Regions from separate parts of the Anser cygnoides genome. Here region 2 is linked to region 1. The links are chromatin contacts, called in public Hi-C maps. All regions are on one chromosome and are shown on one strand. The core of a region is the stretch at or near the end of the contact, and the rest is flanking DNA. Distances in the headings are between cores, read along the strand shown.

Region 1 (7,121 bases), core at 1,993-4,492:
TTTGCCTCCACGAACAAGCCCACGATCTACTGGTCTTTAAGGATGTGACGATCAATTTAGTGATCAGAAGCACTAAGTAGCAACTGAACCTCCTCACTGCAGATGCACACTGGTCTGACATTAAGAATCTGTAAATGAAAAACACTGTCACAGAAAAGCCACGGTCTCCTTTTAAATGGCCTTCATGATTTATTCTCCAAGTCAAGTACTAACACGATAAATTGACTGATCCTGATCTGGCTGACCAGTCTTAAATTAGGATTTTGAAAAGCACCTGAGAAGCAGATGAAGACGATATCAGGAAGGAGCTCATTCAGTGAACGGAAAAGAGAGTATGAGCCAGCAACATAACCTGTGTTGTGCCAAAAGAAGCATGGCCAGCAGGTCGAGGGAAGTCTATTCTGCTCTCATGAGACCCCACACAGAGTACTGTGTTCAGCTTTGGGGCCCTGTTGGAGTGGGTCAGCAGGAGGCGATGAAGATCATCAGAGGACTGAAGCACCTCTCACGTGAAGCCAGGCTGAGGGAGTTGGGGTCGTTCAGCCTGGAGAAGAGAAGGCTCCGGGGAGACCTCACAGCAGCCTGAGAGTGCCTAAAGGGGACCTACAGAAAAGCAGGAGAGGGACTCGGCAAGTAGTAAAGTGATAGGACAAGGAGGAATGGTTTTAAACTAAAAGAGGGTAGATTTAGATTAGATGCAAGGAAGAAATTCTTTAGTACGAGGATGGTGAGGCACTGGAACAGGTTGCCCAGAGAAGCTGTGGATGCCCCATCCCTGGAGGTCTTTAAGGCCAGGCCGGATAGGGCTTTGATCAACCTGGTCTGGTGGGAGGCGTCCCTGCCCATGGGAGGGGGGTTGGAACTTGATGATCCTTAAGGGTCCCTTCCAACCCAAACCATTCCATGATTCTCTGAATACCCACAGGAAAATCCTGTTCCAGGGGAACACCAGAATACGTTGCATTTCACGGAATCGTAGAACCATTTAGGTTGGAAAAGATCTCTATCATCATCTAGCCTAACTTTCAACTTAGAAAAAATTACCCAAGAATGCACAAAATTAATGTTTATTCCACCATCGTCATATTCCCAGATTCTTCACCACCGTTACACGAGCAAAACCAACTGAAATAAAAATATCATGATTATCGAATAGGGAAAACAAACAAATTAACTTAGCAGCCATCAGCATAGGTTATAGCAAAAGTGATGCAGTATAAAAAAAATGCTAGAAAACTGTATGCACAATACTCTTTTCCAAACTAGCAAAATGTTACTGCATACAATGCAAATGTAAAGCAGAGTGATTTCCTGCAGGTACAGAAATGCAACTTTTCTGAATACTGTGGAGAAAAAAATGTTTTTTGTAACAGTAATGTTTCTATCCAGCTATTACAGAGTGGGCCAGGAAAACACTTATGACTCAGGGAGGTGAAATGTACTAAAATTCTGATTGGTAATGGTTGCTTCAGCCAAAATAGAAAAAATTGAACACTGAAGTACAAGACAAAGGCGAATAAGACTTCTCACAAATCTTAGCAACATTTAAATGGAAATCAAATTTAAATGTAGTCCACATTTACTGTCCATGTTGTCCAAGTGTAGTCCATAGTCACTGTCTTCCTCAAGCTTTCATACTAATTAAGACTTTGTAACTGACTGTAGCTGGAATGAAACAATACAATGTGCAAGGGAGTTACCTGTTTTACAAGGACTCCTTCAAAATTGCTCGCTAGTATGAGAAGTAGGAGTCCCTGCTATCATTCTACGCCCTACACAAGTTCAGTGGAATGAACACCCAAAATAAAAGACACGGTTGTAAATGCTGAATCAAGAGTGGTCAGAAAAGAACCTGGCAGCGTAACACCCGTAGTGTTATATTCTCCTTCAGAAAGTACTTAGCATTAATCTGCCCAATCTTCCAGTGCCATTAAACGAGAGAAGCATGCGAATAGTTTATACCTGTCATAAAACAGTGAAGAGAGCAAGCACATACGCACCACCCTCCTGTCTTCTACAAAACTTCAGCACTGTAATCTACATTTAGAAATATATGTCTTTATGATGCTTGTCTCTTTATTGAAACAAATACCTGTTAAATCTAGGATTTGGTACGCTAAGTCAGATAGGAGGATAAAACATTCAGACTAACCTCAAAAGGATTCAAGTTGAAATAGGAAGATCCGGGTCGGGTCAGCCTGTCGATTTGGTTTTTTGATGTTAGAACAGAGTCTCGTTTTTCAATTTGTTTTACCTGAAGAGCAGAAGAGACCTTTATTAACTGGCCATCACAACACGCTCACCTGCTTTCCTGTGTGACCACTATACCAATTATCATCCAGTGTGACAACCGATAATACCTCTTGATCCTCCCAAACCTGTAGTTACTTTACTTTACTTTACATCAGCAGGACATTTTTTTCAGCATATCCTATAGCATGACAGTGATTTTGACGTTACCTTTTGAATATAAATAATAATAAAAAAATACTTCCGCCTGCCTCTTACATATCTTATGCTCAACTGCTGTGGCTTTGTCGCCTCATTTCACTCCTACACTTTACCAGCACTGCCATCGGGATCCCCTGGACACCTGCTGCACGGCGTTCACCCAACATCAGCAGGAGAGCCCATGAAACGTTCAGTCACACCACTGCAAGCGTACAGACGCCTCATGCTAACCACCAATTACCTAATTTCGTTCAGTTTGCTTTTTTTTTTCTTCTTTTTTTAACGGTAACCCACCGTTATTTTTTTTAATAACCCCCCCCCCCCAATAAATCGGCAGCGCCCTTCCGTGGGCAAGGCTGAGCTCCACACACGGCAGCCGCGCACAGGCCCAGGGGAGCAGCGCGGGCTGAGGGGCAGGGGCAGGGGCAGGGCCCCGCACCCCCCGCGCCCCGCGCGTCCCCCCCCGGCCCGGCCCGGCCCCGGCGGCGCCCCCGGCCCCTCCCCTCCCTTCCCTTCCCGGCCGGGCCGGGCCTTCCCCCCCCCCGTCGGGCGGGCACCGCCGCGCCGCCGAGGCCCCGGCGCTGACAGGGGAGCGTCTCCGCGAGGCGGCGGCGGGGCGGGCGGGGCGAGGTACCTCGTTGTAGAAGGTGAGGAACGCCTCCTCGGCGGCGCCCCCCGCGCCGCGCTCCCCCGGAGCCGCCATGGCCAGCACCGCGTGACGCCACGCGCGCGCCCGAGCGCGACGCCGAGGCCGAGGCCGAGCGGGGGAAGGCACCGCCCCCCGGCACGTGACCGCCGCGGCGCAGCCATGGCAACAGGCCCCGCCCCGCGCCGGGGGGGGTGGGGGGGCGGGGGGCGGTGCCGCCGCGCGGGGCTCCCTCGGGCGGGCGCGGGCGCCGCCCCCTGCCCCCGCCCCGCCCCCCCGCCGACGTGCCGGGGCCGGGCGCGGCGCTGGCCCCGCCCCCCGCGCGCCGCCGCCTCGTCCGCGCGGCGGCCCAAGGGCAGGCGGCCATGGCGGCGGTGGCGGCGCTGCGGGGCGGCCTGCGCGGGGCCCTGGTGGCGCAGCAGCAGCGCGCCTGGAGCTCGGGCTCGGGAGCCGACCAGGTGGGGGGCGGCGGGCCGGGGCGGGGGGGGTCGCGCGGCCGCCGTCCGCCTCACCGCTGTCGTTTCCCCGCAGCTGGGCGAGCTGGGCAAAGGCGCCGGGAAGGGCGGCGGCGGCGGCGGCGCCATCCGCGAGGCCGGCGGCGCCTTCGGGAAGAAGCAGGCGGCCGAGGAGGAGCGGTACTTCAGGTGAGCGCGGGTGAGGCCGGGCCTGCCGGGGGCCCGCCTCGCCCCGCACGGCACGGCCCGGCCCGGCCCGGTCGGTCACCGGCCGCGCGCGAGGCCGAAGCCTCGCCAGCCCCCCCCGGGCACGGCGCCGGGGCCTCGCGCTGCCCCCCGGGTGTGCGCTGCCGTGCCCGGGAGCTGCCGGGCATCCCGTGCCGTGCTTCTTGCAGGGAGAAGGAGAGGGAGCAGCTCTCTGCCTTAAGGAAGCACCATGAGGAAGAGATCGATCACCACAAGAAAGAGATCGAGCGACTGCAGAAAGAAATCGAGCGTCATAAGTATAAGATCAAGAAGCTTAAAGATGATGACTAAGCTGTTGCTGAGTCCTGTTTGCCTTGTACGGCCGCTGCTTATTGTGGTGTAAAACAGCATCGAAGACTGTATGCTTTGGCCAAAGTGATCCAAATTTGTCCTATTATACTGCAATCTGCAACAATGTCAAATAAACTACTCAGTCTCTCTCTTCTGCACAGTAACTGTTTAATTAAAAAAAAATCTGTGTGATTTTAAACATCATAGTTCTTCTGAAAAAGTATAGAATCGTAGAGTTATAGAACAACCTGAGTTGGAAGGGACCCATAAGGATCATCGAGTCCAACTCCTGGCACTGCACAGGTCTGCCCCAAAATTCAGACCGTGTGACTACGTGCACAGTCCAAACGCTTCTTAAACTCTGGCAGGCTTGGTGCGGTGACTCCTTCCCTGGGTAGCCTGTTCCAGTGGGTGACCACCCTCTTGGTGAAGAACCTCTTCCTGATGTCTGGCCTAAAGTAGACAAAAACCATCATCGTTCTTCTGTTCTTAAGTAGGCAGTCCTGTATATAACCTTACAGTTTTATTTCTTGTTTTTTTTTGAAAGAAATGACCACGGGTTGTTAGTGTGCTAACTTTACAGTTAAAGCTGCAAGAAAAGTAGAAAAACGTGAAAAGGTACTTGAGTAGAGACCTGTTCACACAGAAATAACTTTCTCAAGAAAATTGTCATTCGTGGTCGTGCAGGGAGAAGACGGTGCTCTACTGCGCTAGCAGAGTGTGAATAAAAGGTTCTTTTGTTGCACTTAGCGATTAGTGCCATAAACAAAAGAAAAAAAAAACCTCTTCTAAATCATGGTGATTTCACTTGGGGTTGAGCAAAGCAGCTGAAATCCTGACTTCTACATAAATATTACTTTCTCCAAAGACTTTTTTTCCAAATGGTGGTTTTCTCTTTCTGCAGTTCTGGGTGTTTCTTAAAACAAGTCTTTCAAACAAAGATGGATTAAGATGCATCTTATGCAGGTTCAATCACATAAGATTTCTTGACAAGAAATCAGCAATATGCCTACAGAAGCGGTGTGGTCTTATTTCACTGAGCCCTGAAAAGAAGGGGATTGTGTGTAGTAAGAATGGACAAGTAAGAAAATAGGCTTTCCTTCCTCACCTTTACTGCCTTTCCTCTTAAATTTGCCCGAACAGACTTGTAGTTTCTATCACTGCCAAAAAGCCACCCTACGTTAAAGTAAATTAAACTGTCAAGTGTTGCAATGAAGCTGGACTAGGGGATTACGCAGCTAGCTCCATCTTTTCTGGAACAGCAGAAGGCAAATGGGCCTTTGGTATAGAAAGTGCTTAGACAAAGGTAGAGCCAGCTGGCTGACCGGGTCACAGTTTCTCATCCTCAATCAGCTGTTTACCCCTTGGGCCACTCTTTCACCAGAGAAACACTGCAGCAAGTGGTATTCCTTATTTCCAGAGGAAGTGATTGTAGTGCTAATGAAGAGTCCATGACCTTAAACTCTTGTTTAATGAAAACGTAATCTGGATGACCAACTGCGGAAGAGAGGCTGCACTGTGAAGTATGCCATTGTCTTGCTTTGTTCGGTCTGTGGGATGTGGTGTTAGCAGTGCGTGGGGTGCGCATACAGCTGCCTGCAGGGTTCCATCTTTGTAGCTGGGGCTGATTAACCTGAGCCAGAAGCATTAATGTCTCCCCCTCCCCACCTCCCTGGCAATACGAAACCTGGCGGGAAGAACTGTGTCATGACAAACAGTATACTATCAATCTTAGTTCTTAAGCACTTAAAAATCCTCTTTTTCCTGCTGTAGCTGTGAGCTGGTTGGCTTCCCCAAAAAGCTGTGGAGTCACTCGTGAGATGTCACCACTGAAAAACAATTTCTCTGCATCGTGGCTACAGTGGACTATGGAATAGCTGAAAGACATTTTAGGACAACATTGTATTCTAAGGTCTTCTGAGCACGTTCCACTGGCATCCCAAGGAGGTGAAACCCACAAACTGTGTGTGAAGTCCTAGAGACTTAGGTGTGTTAGGAATCACTACATGGGGTCATTCTGATGGTCTGAATTCATCATTGTTTTACAACTGAAACACTGCTATGCCTTGTATATGTCCAACAGCTCAGCCGCAGAGCCTCTGCCAAGGTACCTTTAGCGGTAGAGGGGATTTGCTGGGAGATGGTGAGAGTGTTCTGATGTGGACCGCTATAATCTCCTACTATGTCTCTGGGAGAGGTTTACAGACTTTCTGAAGTGCCCTGGAGCTCAGGTGTGCAGTACAGTATTTTGCTATACAACAGAGAGCTTTCCTGACTGACGATGCTCACCAAAGCTTCTCTTTCTTTCCTCAAATTTAAACTGCACAAGTTTCCAGGGGGCTACTGTGCTACAGTGGTGAATGTGCTGGGTCCCTTAACGTGTTCATAAGCCCTTCCTGTCTCCTGGAGAAGGTCTAGTTGATTCACTGCTTTGCGGTCGTCCTGAATGTGCATCAGGTCACAGCAATGGAAGTACTCACAACGATGAGGACAGACAGATGCGGATCTCAAGCAAGTAGGCAGGCTGGGGAGGGAAGGCCCTAACAGCAGCAGCTGGACTGGCAGATGATTATAAGGCCATGCCCAGAGACTGTGGGTGCCGGGCAAACCGAAGCAATTAACGGTGCTGTCTGTAAGGCAGACAGTCTCTCTCCTGTTTGCATCTGATCTCCCTTCCACTGTCTTGACTCTATTGGACTCCCATGGGAGTTGTTCATCCTGGTAACTCGGCAGCAGTGTGTATTTTTATTTTGAACCCAATTACTCTTGTGCTAGGTTGAATGGCTTGTGCAGCCCCTAAGTGCCAAAATGACCACCAAGCAAAAACAAGGTATATTGAGGAGGGAGGTGTGTGTGGTGAGAGCAATCTTCTCCCATTTCATGAAATTACTTTTGCTAAATTAGAAAGTTCTCTATTTTTATCCATCTGGAATGACAGCAGATCCCGCAGCCATCCTCCCACCAGGGATTCCATTTTGCTGTGAACATTAGTGCCTTGGGTAGTGTCCGTTCGATTTATACTGTTGATGAGG
Region 2 (7,391 bases), core at 4,439-6,938, 410 kb before region 1:
CACAAAAAGGACAATTGTAACGGTTGCTTATGCAAGGAATGCAGGTAAGACAAAGAAGCTAATGAATTATGCAGCTATTACAGAGAGAGCTAGAACAACAGCTCTGTGCTCAGGTAAAACTTCACTCAGCATTTGACAAACAGCTACAATATTTATTGCTACTTGCAATGAACAAAGTAGACAGCAACCTTTACCTGTTCTGGTTCAACATGACAGAACATGGAAATCTTTTCTTTTACTGAGGTATCCAATGGAGTAGAGCACCTGCAAACAATCTAACAGAACAGCAACATCAAGGTTCTGAAGCAGCAGACTACTCAGACATTCACACAACAAACCTCTAACGAAAAAAAAAATGTCTTTCTGCAATGTCTCTGCGACTTGGAAAAAAAAACCAGCCTAGTTACTTTTTTTTTGTTTGTTTGTTTAAACCAATATGCAAGGACTCAACTTATTTAGACTAGCTTGCTGTTGCAACGTGCCAGTAGTGCATTTTCAAATTCAAAGCCATGCAGCAAACCTTACCAGGTCTGGTGAGAGACCGAGGCCTCTGAGTTCACGAACACTGTTTTGGGTGGGTTTAGTCTTCTGCTCTCCTGTAGAGCTTGGCTGGTCAAAGAGCAGAATTTGTTACATTAATTTCTGATGATTTATAGCAATGACTCACGTTACTGGGCACTCTCCACCCTATTTGTCTCATAAAACTTTGACCCAGTTTTTAGACAATTTACATGAGCTTTAAATACCCCTGGGTACTATCATCATTTTAATCTCAAAAACTGAAATCAACCAGCAGAAACCAGAGTTCAAGTCTGTACAGTAAGAAGACATGCGTTCTACTGTGGAAAAGGAGAGCACAGGGAGTCTCAGGTCTTTTATTCGCTGTTCCCTCCAAATACCTAGTAATTTAAATTTCTGATTTTCTCTCCCTAAATCACCTAGCCCAGCCAGAAAGGGAAGGTAAGATTGAGAAGAGAGAACGAAGACTGATCTGCGCCCCTGTAACACAACTAAGTTACTCTGTCAAATCCAGTTCCTAAACAAGAATTACTCATGCATACTTCCATTACCATGGAAGACTTGTTTTCAGCAGCAATTCTTGAAATAGAGGTTTTTGAGTGGTTAAGATTGTAAATTGCGTTCAAATCCAGGGCAGATAACACAGATGAGGTTATATCAGGCGTTACATGGCATAAAGCACCTTCATTTGCTTTTAGTATTAAGTGGGGTTTGCAGCATCTGCTTGGAACATAAGGACATTTTGTTTTTCTTTGTGATTTCTAATTAACTGATTCTTTTAATAGCACTGCTTCTGAAGACCTTATTCAATGAATTTTTGAACCAAGGGCAACTGCCACTAAGACTATTATACAGTAATTAAAAACTGTCACATCTGGCTGCTGTTAAAGATGAAAACACACAGATTGTATTTCAAAACGCAGTACTATGTTTTGAAATTACAAAAGAAACCCAACTTATTTCATGAATTACAGATACTGGACATCTTGGGAAAAAGACACACAGTAACAGAAATAACGAAGACGTGTAGGAATAACTTGGAATATGATCATACTAAAATGAAATGGCTGTGAGGTCTGGCTCTACCACTGAATTTTATGAGAGCTTTGCAGAAGTGAAAGACAACACAAATGAAGAAAATCTGGAAGTCCTAGAAAGCAAATTTATCTGCAAAAACTAAATGATTCCAAAGAGAAAGACAGCAGTTAAAGAGTAAAAACTGAGTTTGCTGCAACTCCCAACTATTTATCATATGCTTACACACTTTGAAAATTTTCTGTTCTTTTCTTGTGAACCTTATAAAAATATGTAACCATATATTCTCTGCATTTCTTCCAGAACTTTCTATACACAGAAACAGAAATACAGTGTCTTTAGATACAACATATCAGAAACACCTATTTAGAAATCAAGCTTCGGATCAGAAGAAGCAGCTGACCACCAGGGCATTTTAGTTCCTTACCTGTGGAACTAGACTGACATGAATGTTACAAAAATTCTCTCTTCTGGCTTTGAACTGGAACTGACGGAAAGCTTCAATGAAAGGCATGCTTTCAATATCACCTACTGTTCCACCAAGCTAAAAAACGACAAAGACATTTAGAACTAAAGTTAGCATCAAAACTCTACTATATAGGAATGCTAAAGGGTACTAACACATACATAAAAGGACATCTAAACACCTCCCCAGCACCTCCCTCTAATTCCCTAAGGAGCATCAACACCAAAACATCAATATGAAAAGCAACAAGATTTGCCAGTTGTATGTGCCACTTCCTCAGCCTCCAGTGTACCCCAAGTATTATTCTACCTTCATGATTTTCCCCAAAGTCAAAAATCCACAAGAAAAACAGCTTCTCACATGGACAGCACATCTCCAGGGACATTAGCTTTGCCTTTAATCTCTCTTCAGGGAAAAGATTTAAGTGTTTAAATGCTGTTGGGCTACTATCACAGATCTTCTGAATTATCGTTTATGAACATTAGGTGGCACCAAGAAGCAAAATTTCTGTTAGTTTAAGTGACTATACAGTGTTTTTGCACACATGCAGATGAAGAAACACAAGGCATTCTTTGGAGCAGTGACGAACTCCTGAGCGCTGTCAGACAGTGCCTCCTAGGTACTTCAGGATCCATAGCTGCAAATCCTGGGACAGCAATTGGCACTCAAGCTGCAGGAAGAGTCCTAAGTCACCGTGACCTGGGCACTCTGACAACCGCTTTCTCTCCTGTATCAGCATATCCTGCCAGCCAACTCAGCGGCACCACCTCAGAGGCTCAGCCCTATTCTGTCTCCTCTGGCAGCAGGATGACACATACAACGTGCAGGCAACAGAACAGGGTTCGTCACTACTGACTCGTGCAATTCATTTTTCTAGGTCTATGCTGGAGGTAGTCACTCCGAGGGTCCTGTTACTGCTAAGGAGAGGCAAGTACTTGTCTCCAGAGGGTCACTTACCTACCCTTCCTCTATCCACCAAGTACAATGAGGGCACAGCACCATTAACTCAGACTTCGATGTATAAAATTACGAGAGCTAAAATTCATTCCGTAAACTAATCTGTATTATTCTAGAGAGCAAAGGACCTCAGAAATATAACTGTCCAGGACCTAAGCCTTTCTGTATATGGATTCACACACAGAGCAACCAGAAGATTAAAGTGAGGCTAACAGGGGAGATTTTTAACCACCTCAACATGCAAAGTCAAACATTACTGAAAATTAAAGTTTTATTAAACAAAACATACGTATGGTTCAGTTTATTCCATACAGAAACAAAGCTATGTTTTAAGAGCTACAAACCTCAATCACACAAACTTGGGGTTCAATACCGTCTTCATCTACAGGAATTCGTGCCTGCCTCATTACCCATTCTTGTATAGCATCTGTGATGTGGGGAACAACTGAAGAATAAACCATGGAAAGGGTTAAAATCACAACCTATCCCATTACAGACCAGATTATTGAAAATAACTAGCCAGTGCTTTCCATATCACATCAGCACTGATACATGTCTTTAAAGACGCATGCGTTTTTGAAGTGGCTATTCTTGGCTGCGATTTTCAAGAGAGGTGCTTTGGCAGGAAATGTAATCCTGCTTCAATTTAAACATATGTAAACAATGTTCCTTTTTAAGATGGAAGCTTCCAGTAAATACAGTTCTATGCACTAAGCAGAAAGTTAGCCTGTTTTAAACCGCCTATAAAAATCTTTATCCAAAGCAGCTGTCGAGGATGCTTAAAAAGAGAAGACTGATCTAATCCTCAAATACCCTTCGGGTCTTCTAAAGACATGACAGTATTATTTAAATGAGTTATCAACAACAGTAACAGTCTTAACGAGCTACCAAATAATCCACAGATATATTGGTCTGAAGTCTGTTCACATTTAGGATTGGCTGTTAGAAAGTTGGATCCAAGCCCAGGATATCGGTCATACAACAGGCAGTACGCTCCTGAGCACTGTACGGTTTCGAGGGGGATTACAGGTAAACTTTGGCACGCACCCCAAAATTTACACCAGCGTGCCTTCTCAAATCAAAAACGTCACAAAGACAGCATAGATCAGAAAAAAAGACCCCAAATTACGATGGAATTCAAAAGCATCCGACCAGTACAGAAATATGGAATATAGATCTAAGCACCAGAAACAAAGCTTCACATCACCTTGGACTGTTTTGCCGAGATAGTCTCCCTTCCTCTCCTTGTTGATGACATACTGGTAAATCTTCCCAGTAGTCAGATTGTTGTCTTTGGTGAGTCGGATATCAAGGAAGCGCTCGTAGTTACCAAGGTCCAGGTCCACCTCCCCTCCGTCATCTAGCACAAACACCTCGCCTGCAGGACACAGAAAGGCACACGCACACACATCACAGAGATATGGTCTGCATCAGCAACTTGCTGGTTTTGCATGTGACAGCTAAAGAATTCAACACAGGGTAACACCTTCTTTGGTTGCTACAGCAAATTCAGGAGCAGCTCATAAAACTAGAAGCCTTGCCCAACAAAGAAGACTAACGCACTGACGGCTGAACCCCTCCACCAGGCACCAGCTTCATTTGCAGCGATAAAAGACCAGAGTCCAAAGCCCCCGAGAGCCCATCCTTGCTGCAGGCTGCCTCGTGGCACAGGCTCCGCTGGCAGGTCCCAGCCGCAGGAGCAGCCGCAGGAGCTGGCACCTTCCCACCAGCCCCGGGAGCCACCCGAAGACCCGGGCGCTGCTCGGGGGCCGCTCACCGTGCTCGTAGGGGGAGAAGGTGCCCGCGTCGATGTTGATGTAGGGGTCGATCTTGATGGAGGTGACGTGCAGCCCGCTGGACTTGAGAATGGTGCCGATGCTGCTGGCGATGATCCCCTTGCCGATGCCCGAGATCACGCCGCCCGTCACCAGGATGTACTTCATCTGCCCGCCGGCCTGCGACGCCTCACAGCCTCAGCGGGGTCCGCACGGCCGTGGCACCCGGTGAGGCAGCGCCAGCGCCGCTCAGAGACCCCGGCCTTGTGCCCGCACCGCCTGCAGCCCCCCCCATCACCCCCATCCCGTCACCCCCGGTCCCGTCACCTCCTATCCTGTCACCTCCCACCCTGTCACCCCCACCCTGTCACCCGCCCATCCCATCACCCGCATCCTGTCACCTCCCATCCTGTCAGCCCCCCATCCCATCACTCCCATCCCGTCATCCTCAGTCCTATCACCCCCATCCTGTCACCCCGTCACCCCCCGTGCTATCACCCCCATCCCGTCACCCCGTCAGCCCCCGTCCCCCACGACCCTCCCCCCCCGCTGTCCCTCAGGCCCCCCCCACCCTCCCCGTTCCCGCCGCAGGGCGCGGCCCCCCCCGCCCGCCATCCGGCCTCCCCCCCCCCCCCCCCCCCCCCCCCCCCCCCCCGCGTGGTCCCGCCCGCCCTTCACCGCTCCCCCCCCCCCCCCCCCCGCGCCTGCCCGCGTGGTCCCGCCCGCGCGCCCCCTCCGCACCCCGCCGCCCCTCACCTGTTCCCGCCGGGCCCTCGCGGCGGCAGCAGCAGGAGCGGCAGCAGCAGCGGCGGCGCGCGGAGGGCGCGTGGCGGGGCGGGGGGAGCAGAGCGGAGCGGGCGGGGGTGCGCGCGCGCGCCGAGCCGCTGCCAGCCGGCGAGGTGCTGAGGCGCATGAGGCCGGCGCGCGGCGGGGCGCAAGCGCGGGCCTCCCTCGGGCGCCTGCGCAGTGTGGCGGGGGAGGGGGGGGTGAGGGGAGCCGCGCTTCAGCCCTGACGGGGCGGGGCCCGGTAACGGCCGCCCCGCTGGAGGGCCGGGCCCTCAGTCACAGGGCCGTTAACGTGGGTGAGGGCGCAGGGAGCGCCCGGTCTAAGTGCCCCCTGCCACCGGCACCGCCAGGAAGCTGTGTCCCTAAGCACGTCCCCTGACGCCGAACCGTTGTCCCGTCCCGTCCCGCCCCGGTCGGCGTCGCCCAGCGCTGCTGCGGGTCCCGGCCCCGCCTCTCCTGAGGGAGACCGGGGAACTGAGGGGGCTGGGGGCCCGGCACCCGCAGGCTGGGTGCTAAGAACTGCTCGGCACTCACTGGAGAAGCAGAAAAGAACTCGCGAGGCCGAAAGAGTTGGTGCAGCTGCCTTCTGCAGCCAGAGCTGGAACCCCATCCACCCTGACCTCTCCCTCGGCGGCAGCAGAGGACTTTGCGGCAGAAGCCTGGACCTAGCAGAGACAGGCTGGACACTCGCTCCCTGTCCTTTCTGTCACCCCAGTACTCTGCCAGCTGCTCTGCCTGAGCTCAGAGGCAGCCCTGATCTGTCCCTAAGAGCCTGAGATAATACCTGGGGTGAGCCAAACCCTCTGAGTCACGTGAAATCAAATGCCCTTTACTTTTATTTTAAAACCTTGCTGTTTGTCCTCATTGCACATTTATAAAGTTCTTGTATGTATGTTTTTGACCGTGCCATGCAGTTTGAAAACTTCACAAAAAAAATGTAAAGCGGTTACCCCGGTGCAGCCTCCCAGGCAGGAAAGCATTGGCAGCACCCAGCCGTGCACCAGAATGAAGATTTACGCAGCATTAGCACACATACAGGAGGTGCACCTACTCCACCCCTTTGCTCTCCCCTGTGCTGTGCAGGGCACGCCGAAGCAACATCTGCAGAAAGCAGTAATGGACACAGACCCAGCTGGTTTATGTGGCACGAGCACGGCTATACGCTGCACACCACAAGAAGCGATCTGAAATGCCATGCAAGAACATTTCTAAGTGCTTCCATTGGAGGGGTGCACGAAGTCTGTTGGCAAGATGGAGCAGTTCACATGCTGATGAAGTGCTCTGCACATCTCTGAGTACCTGTGGAAACCATTCTTGTTTGTTTTTTAATGAAGAATGTTGTAAGCAGCAAAAGATCAAGACACGGGAGTGACTGCCATCTGCCCTTCTCCAGATGCGCCATCACTTCTTACCCTGTGGCTGCTGAAACTGTGATGAAACAGTTCCTACTGTGATCCAAACATCTACCAAAAGGCTTCAGTGGTGGCAGAGGCAGCTCTCTCAATAAAGGAGGTGCATACAACCTGAGTTATGACACTGCTCTTTCTTCTCCAGAGAAGACTGTAAAAATCCCATTTTTTTTAGTTTCTCTTGACCAGTTCCCATCAAGATGTGGACCAAAGCCATTGCAGTGATCAGCCAGTGAAACACACTGGAGAAGCTCTGTTGGTTTCCACTCTGTGCTCACCACTGGGTTTTATCTGATGTTTCATTGTTTGTGAACTTAGCAGGGGTTATGCTCTCACTGGAAAGTGGCAAGCAGACTGTACAGAATTTGATTTGGGTAAAAAATCTCCATTTACAAATCATCGCTTTGGCCAGTAAAGGTCCATCCCCAGTTCTCCATGTCAGGA

What was found. Hi-C and Micro-C count contacts between places; a contact is called where the count stands out from the background.
Region 2: a contact with region 1 is called in a Hi-C map of liver, with 2.4 times the contacts expected there. The contact joins the promoter of CTPS1 here to the promoter of DNAJC8 in region 1. A contact is called at or near these places in 3 of 7 Hi-C or Micro-C datasets (granulosa cells and liver).

What each region holds. Positions count from the first base shown.
Region 1 is chr24:491,963-499,083 of Taihu_goose_T2T_genome, reverse strand. DNAJC8 (DnaJ heat shock protein family (Hsp40) member C8) reads right to left here and starts at 3,242. Exons shown (of 9, transcript XM_066982592.1): 1 at 3,086-3,242; 2 at 2,153-2,254. The coding sequence starts at 3,154. It overlaps ATP5IF1 (ATP synthase inhibitory factor subunit 1), which reads left to right and starts at 3,396. Exons shown (of 3, transcript XM_066982593.1): 1 at 3,396-3,555; 2 at 3,629-3,741; 3 at 3,948-4,247. The coding sequence starts at 3,463. The coding sequence ends at 4,089.
Region 2 is chr24:899,421-906,811 of Taihu_goose_T2T_genome, reverse strand. It overlaps CTPS1 (CTP synthase 1), which reads right to left and starts at 5,688. Exons shown (of 19, transcript XM_066982772.1): 1 at 5,509-5,688; 2 at 4,755-4,932; 3 at 4,185-4,355; 4 at 3,322-3,422; 5 at 1,982-2,098; 6 at 526-609; 7 at 195-275. The coding sequence starts at 4,920.